Regions from separate parts of the Mus musculus genome. Here region 1 is linked to region 2. Evidence: chromatin contacts called from public HiChIP or PLAC-seq data. All regions are on one chromosome and are shown on one strand. Each heading gives the region's core, a stretch centred on a gene start, on an enhancer-like site or on the middle of the called end of the contact. The rest is flanking DNA. Distances are from core to core; before and after follow the strand shown.

Region 1 (2,700 bases), core at 147-2,646, 120 kb after region 2:
ACTCCCATTCTTTTTATTTAGTTACTGCTTGCATACATGTATTTAAATATACTTATATATTCCCAAAGATAAGCTGTTTAGTCCATATAATGCCTCTTGTACACTTGACCGTATGTCTTCAGGGCTGACCACTTGGTGTTGGACAACTAACTGGTATGCTCTTCCCTGGGAAGGGCCACACCTCTTGGTCCCAGAAATACTCAATTGCCTATAGTTCTTTGTGTAGGACTGAGGCCTTGTGGGTTTTCCTCTTCAGTTTGGAATGTTTGTTGCTGTCCTCTTTGCTCAGCCCATGCTTAGTTGGTTATACTGGATAGACTTCATATGTGTAGCTTCTGATGTAACTAGGGAACACAATCTCACAGCAAAGCCCTCTGACTTAGGGGGCTCTCCCAATTCCCCTTCCTTCCACAATGTCCCTTGAGCCTTGGGTGTTCAAGTGTTTTGTGGATGTATCCACTGAGGCCAGCCTCCACAACTCTCTCTGTTGATTGGTCACCCTCTGTTGCAAAGATAAGTTCCCTTGACCTGGACTGAGGAGTACACTCACCTGTGGGTATTTGTCCTTATTTAAGTAGAAATGTTTATAGATTATTGATAGGGGTTATGTTAGTTTAGTAAACTAGTGGTTGAAGATTCCTCCAGTAAAAATGACTTCACTAGTACTGATTAGTTAGCTAAGTATCTAGTACCAGCTACAGTATCCCTTTCGTAGAGTGGGTCTTAAATCCAATTAGAAAATTGTAGGCTACTGCCAAAGTATGTGTGCCACTATTGCACATGTAAGGGTATAGTGCCACATTGGTCTTTGATGTGGTTCATAGGTATGCGGGACTGTAGATTGCCTCTCTCCTTTGGAAGCTTGCAAAGTATTTTTTTTGGTACCATGAAAACTAGTCCTTAGGGAGCACTCACTTCAGTTCCAGATCGCAGGCCTCTGGGCCTTGTTTCTTTAGTGCATCTTATCAGCAATAGGGACTCACCTTCCACCATTGGGAAGTAATTAAACACAACAGCAATAGGCTGTGTTTTGGGCGATTTTCTTAGACAGCCCTAGCCCACAACTTCAAATGAGGCTTCTCATGGCTGGAGTTGGGGGAATTGTTAGCAAGTCTGTGGCTCTCAAAGAGAGAGTTAACTGACCTCCTGTAAGTTGCTTCTTTGCTATTGAAAAGCTCTTTCATTTTATAAGGTCCCATTTATCAGTTGTTGACCTTGTTTCCTGAGTAACTGTGGTCCTATTGAGAAAGGTTTTACCTATGCTAATTCCATCACACCCCAGTAAGAATGCTCTTTATTAAGAAAACAACAACAAATGCTGGCAAGGATGTGGTAGGAGTGTAAACTGATACAGTCACTACAGAAACCAATGTGGAAGTTTCTCATAAAGCTAAAAATAGATCTGCCATATGACTAGATAGCCCACTTCTGTGTGTACACCCAAAGGACTCTGTAGTCTATGATACTGACACCTGTATAGCCATGTTCACTCTTACCCTCTTCACAATAACTAGAAAATGGGAGCAGCCCAAATGTCCAGCAACTGATGATAATGTGTATATTCACACACTGGAATGTCCAGCAACTGATGATAATGTGTATATTCACACACTGGAATGTCCAGCAACTGATGATAATGTGTATATTCACACACTGGAATGTCCAGCAACTGATGATAATGTGTATGTTCACACACTGGAATTTTATTCAGCACTGAAGAACTGGAAGAAATTTCACTGAGAGGTAACACAGGCCCAGAAAGGCAAACACTGTATATTCTCTCTTACATACAGATATTAAACTCAAAGTGTTATATTGCTGTATTTTAAGTTAGGGTGAAATGTCAGCAGAGGCCAGGTAACAAGAAAGGAATCACAATAAATATCAGGTAAGAGGAAGAGAGCTTAAGGAGGGAAGTGTGAAACACAATATGAAAGTGGATTGGGGACCACTAAAGGAGGAAAGCTGGGATGGATGTGGAGGATAGAAAAAAGGTGGAAGAAGGTCAACTAAACCTAAGAATTATGAAAGAGCCATATAGGAACTGACAATTTTACAAGAGAACATAACAGAAATGTTTTTAACTGTGCCCACCCAACCCCCGCTAAAACCCTGGAGATTGAACAGAAATGTGGGTGGTCAACACTACTCTCAGAAAGTCACAGTTTTCAAAGTCAAGTTCCAGGGCAAAGTGAAGGAGACCTTCCCATGAGCTGTTGGCCAGAGAACCCACAGAGGCTCCCAAACAATACAGGCTGTTGCTGTTGCCAAGCTCTTGGTTGACAAGCAAAACTAAACAGCGACTTCTTATTGATGAAGACACCACGTATTCTGGGTACAGGTCACAAAGAAATGAACCTAAAGCTAAGCTCTAACTTTCCTACCTGCCCGCTAACATTCATAGTTCTGGAAGGTGCTATGCAGGTGGATGCAGGAAAGACATCCACAACAACCACACCCAATCATAGACCCTTGGTGTTATAATACTAAACTGACAGGAAAGATATGTCTACTGTTGGAATAGTGGTACGAATGCTCTGGAAAAGAACCAACAACTTCTGTATTAGATTTGAGGCAGAGGCATGGAAGGGAATACATGCCTGGCAATAAAGAATTGATTAAAGCCTAAGGTGAGGAAAGTCCCAGGCTATGGGAAATCTACTACTGATGTTGTATCAAATGGATTAACCTGCCTTGTAA
Region 2 (2,700 bases), core at 118-2,617:
CCTCCCACTGAACCCACTCCCTTTCTGTCCCTCCTTAGAAAAGAATGGGCTTTTAGAAGATAATAATAATAAAATATAATACATCACTATATTAACAGCAAAATTTATAGTAACAAAATAAGATGCATTATTACTCCTTTATTGTAATATGTTTGAATTGGGCAATATTACAAGTTGATGTTGGAGAAAGAAGTGTGGCAATCAGGACTTTCGCTCAGACCCTTCAACCTCAAAAGGAAAGGATGTGCACAGCATCGTAGTTTCCCTGATGCTATTCTCAGTGTCTTATTTTGAAGGAAAAAAACATTTTTTTTCCAACAGAGTCTCACTCTGGCTGGCCATGAAATTTCAGTGATAGGCCTACCTCAGTCTTCCAATGCTGAGATTTCAGAAATGACCACCACACCCAGTTCTGTAGTGAAGAAATTTTGATGTGTGTTTATAGTGTTTTTATCTATACTGTTTGAATAAAACATTTCTACTTTTATATTCCTTACCCAAGACTTTGTGGCATACACAGCCTCTTCAAGTTCTCATTTCATAAAAGTTAAGATATTTTGGGAACAGAGGGTGAGGCTCCATAAATATCATTAAATTAAATAGAAAAGTTCAAACATTTTATTAAGGCGAAGTTACAGCAATTGTCTTGTATGAACTTTTCTAAGATAGTCTGCTGACTTTCACTTAGGAAGGCTCCACATCTTAATCATTTCTGAATTTCTGATAGAATTCGGTGGTGTCTTTAGGGCTGAATCAGCTATTCATAGAAAGAAAGAAATATCAACACCATCAGCTGAATTTAAAAGAAAATGCACATGAAACTTTCAATTAAATCAGAACCAACTAACCTAGGCAAAATGAAATAAACCAGTAACTTCAACACTGAGGCAGGAGGATTGTTGCAAGTTTAACTTTGGGGTACATATTATCAGACCAATCAGAAATATCTAGCAAGACTTTCCCAAAACAACAAGGTGAGAGCAATTTCTTATACATTGGGTATAACTCCAGAGAACTAGCTCCCAGAACTAGACTACGAACAAGGTAAATACTAGACTTCAACCTTCACTCAAAGGGAGAAACCCACCACGCTGTTCACCTACAAACTTCCGCAGCACCCTGAATTTTCCTGGTAGGATCTCCAGCTAAGGATTGGGCAGGTTGAGCCATCTTTCTTCTCTGACTCAAACAGCTGATAACACAAACTGATTCAAAGGTTACGGGTGGGGTTAATGTACCCCCCCCATTCATTACAGAGAATTCCTGTGTCTCCATAGCAACTTACACTTTCAGATCAAACACCTGTGCTCACTGACCCTGTTCAGTCCAACTTTCACTTTCACTCTTTTTTTTATGATGTGAAATCAGTCCATCCCGAACCTCTCGCTTCTGAGTACTGGGATTGCAGTGGTATTACTGGCATGACCCACTACCCCTCTTGATAGTTACAGGAAGTGTGTGATCGTTTTCAGTTGCACTTTCCTTTTCATTTTCAGACATTCTCTTTCTGACTCACTACTAAATAGAGAGCTCATTTCAATAATCTAAAATAAAAATTAGCCTCAAGAAGCCACCGTGCAGAAGAGATGAGAATCTTAGAATTGGGATCTGTGAATGCTAAAAGGAGATTTAACAATCATGTCTTTTTAACTCAACTCCAAAGAGTTAGGAAATATTCACACCAACCCTTAGGAGTGGAAGTGCAATCAGAACCAAGTGTTTGAAAATTTCAAGGCATATAGTTTGGTCCAGCAATTACAAATGGTAGGACTTAGTTTTCAGATATACTTTGAAACATATAGATGGATATACATGTAAGAGCACCCAACAACCAAGAGGCTTCTATCAGCAAAAAGATACTGTGTTAAAGTACAATATGCCTCTGACAGGAAAAGGAGGAAAGATAATCCTTGACTCAGAGAATAATGTTCACAATATAGTCCTTTAAAATAATTCCAAAGTGTGTGAGAAAGACCAAGAACATGTACACGTGTGTTTACATAGAAAGAGTGACTGGAAGCCAACGGGCTCATTTTAATAGTAGTTGCCTCTAAGCACAAGATTGAGGAGCAGTGGGAACAGGTCTTTTACAATTTATTTTTATACTCCTGTTGCTACCCACTCAGTTCTGCAGAGGGAATGATACTTGCTGGTGTTCTGGCTATTTAGTGTATAACCTAGGAAACAGTATCACCTCCTACCTCTTATGTAGGCTGTCCCTGACATTGTGCTACAAATCCAATGAGGATTCGATTGGGGTTGTTTCTAGGTTAGTAAGAGCAATACAGGGCTGAGGAAGGGCAGGGGAGGCACCCCATTCCACAGCTTAAGGACACTGGGCTTGTTTCTGGGACTTGAAATAAGCCTCCAGAGACACAGAAGTATCAATGTCTGGTGTGTTCTGTACAGAGAAAGAACTAAGAAGTGAATGGCTGCTTAGTTTTTTAACTCCCCAGAAAATCACCCCAACAGAACAAGCAGAGTGACACCAGTTTCTTTGAGGTCAGCATACTGTTGGTTTCCTGAATCTTTTTAAGAGATGACTTCTCTGATCCTTAGGAGATCTCATATTTGCCCAATGAGCATAACCCATATTTGTGCCTAACTGCTTGAAATAAAGATAGAATGGAAGAGATTCTTGTTGCTTATCACCATCAACCTTCCTCTTGGTTCTCGACGAGTGAAGTAAACATGTATTTT

Evidence for each region. HiChIP or PLAC-seq counts read pairs in DNA pulled down with a chosen protein or histone mark.
Region 1: a contact with region 2 is called in a BATF HiChIP or PLAC-seq map of CD8 T cells, with 14 read pairs. The contact joins two enhancer-like sites. A contact is called at or near these places in 1 of 39 promoter capture datasets (macrophages), 2 of 15 datasets of contacts at CTCF or cohesin (the G1E-ER4 cell line and the NIH/3T3 cell line), 2 of 484 Hi-C or Micro-C datasets (bone marrow-derived macrophages and granulocyte-monocyte progenitors), 3 of 115 datasets of contacts at active chromatin or transcription factors (CD8 T cells, bone marrow-derived macrophages and effector CD8 T cells) and 2 of 9 other capture datasets (bone marrow-derived macrophages and macrophages).

What each region holds. Positions count from the first base shown.
Region 1 is chr10:18,945,602-18,948,301 of GRCm38.p6, reverse strand. No RefSeq gene overlaps it. Among named protein-coding and RNA genes, the nearest start is that of Tnfaip3, 68 kb to the left of the region's middle. Within about 2 kb of position 1,396, at least 5 of the 459 cell types and tissues checked have an H3K27ac peak or open chromatin away from gene starts, as enhancers often do. A contact at or near this core is called in CD8 T cells, where this site is marked.
Region 2 is chr10:19,067,263-19,069,962 of GRCm38.p6, reverse strand. It overlaps Gm51814 (predicted gene, 51814), which reads right to left. Exons shown (of 4, transcript NR_168594.1): 4 at 604-757. Among named protein-coding and RNA genes, the nearest start is that of Gm51814, 5.8 kb to the right of the region's middle. Within about 2 kb of position 1,367, at least 55 of the 459 cell types and tissues checked have an H3K27ac peak or open chromatin away from gene starts, as enhancers often do. A contact at or near this core is called in CD8 T cells, where this site is marked.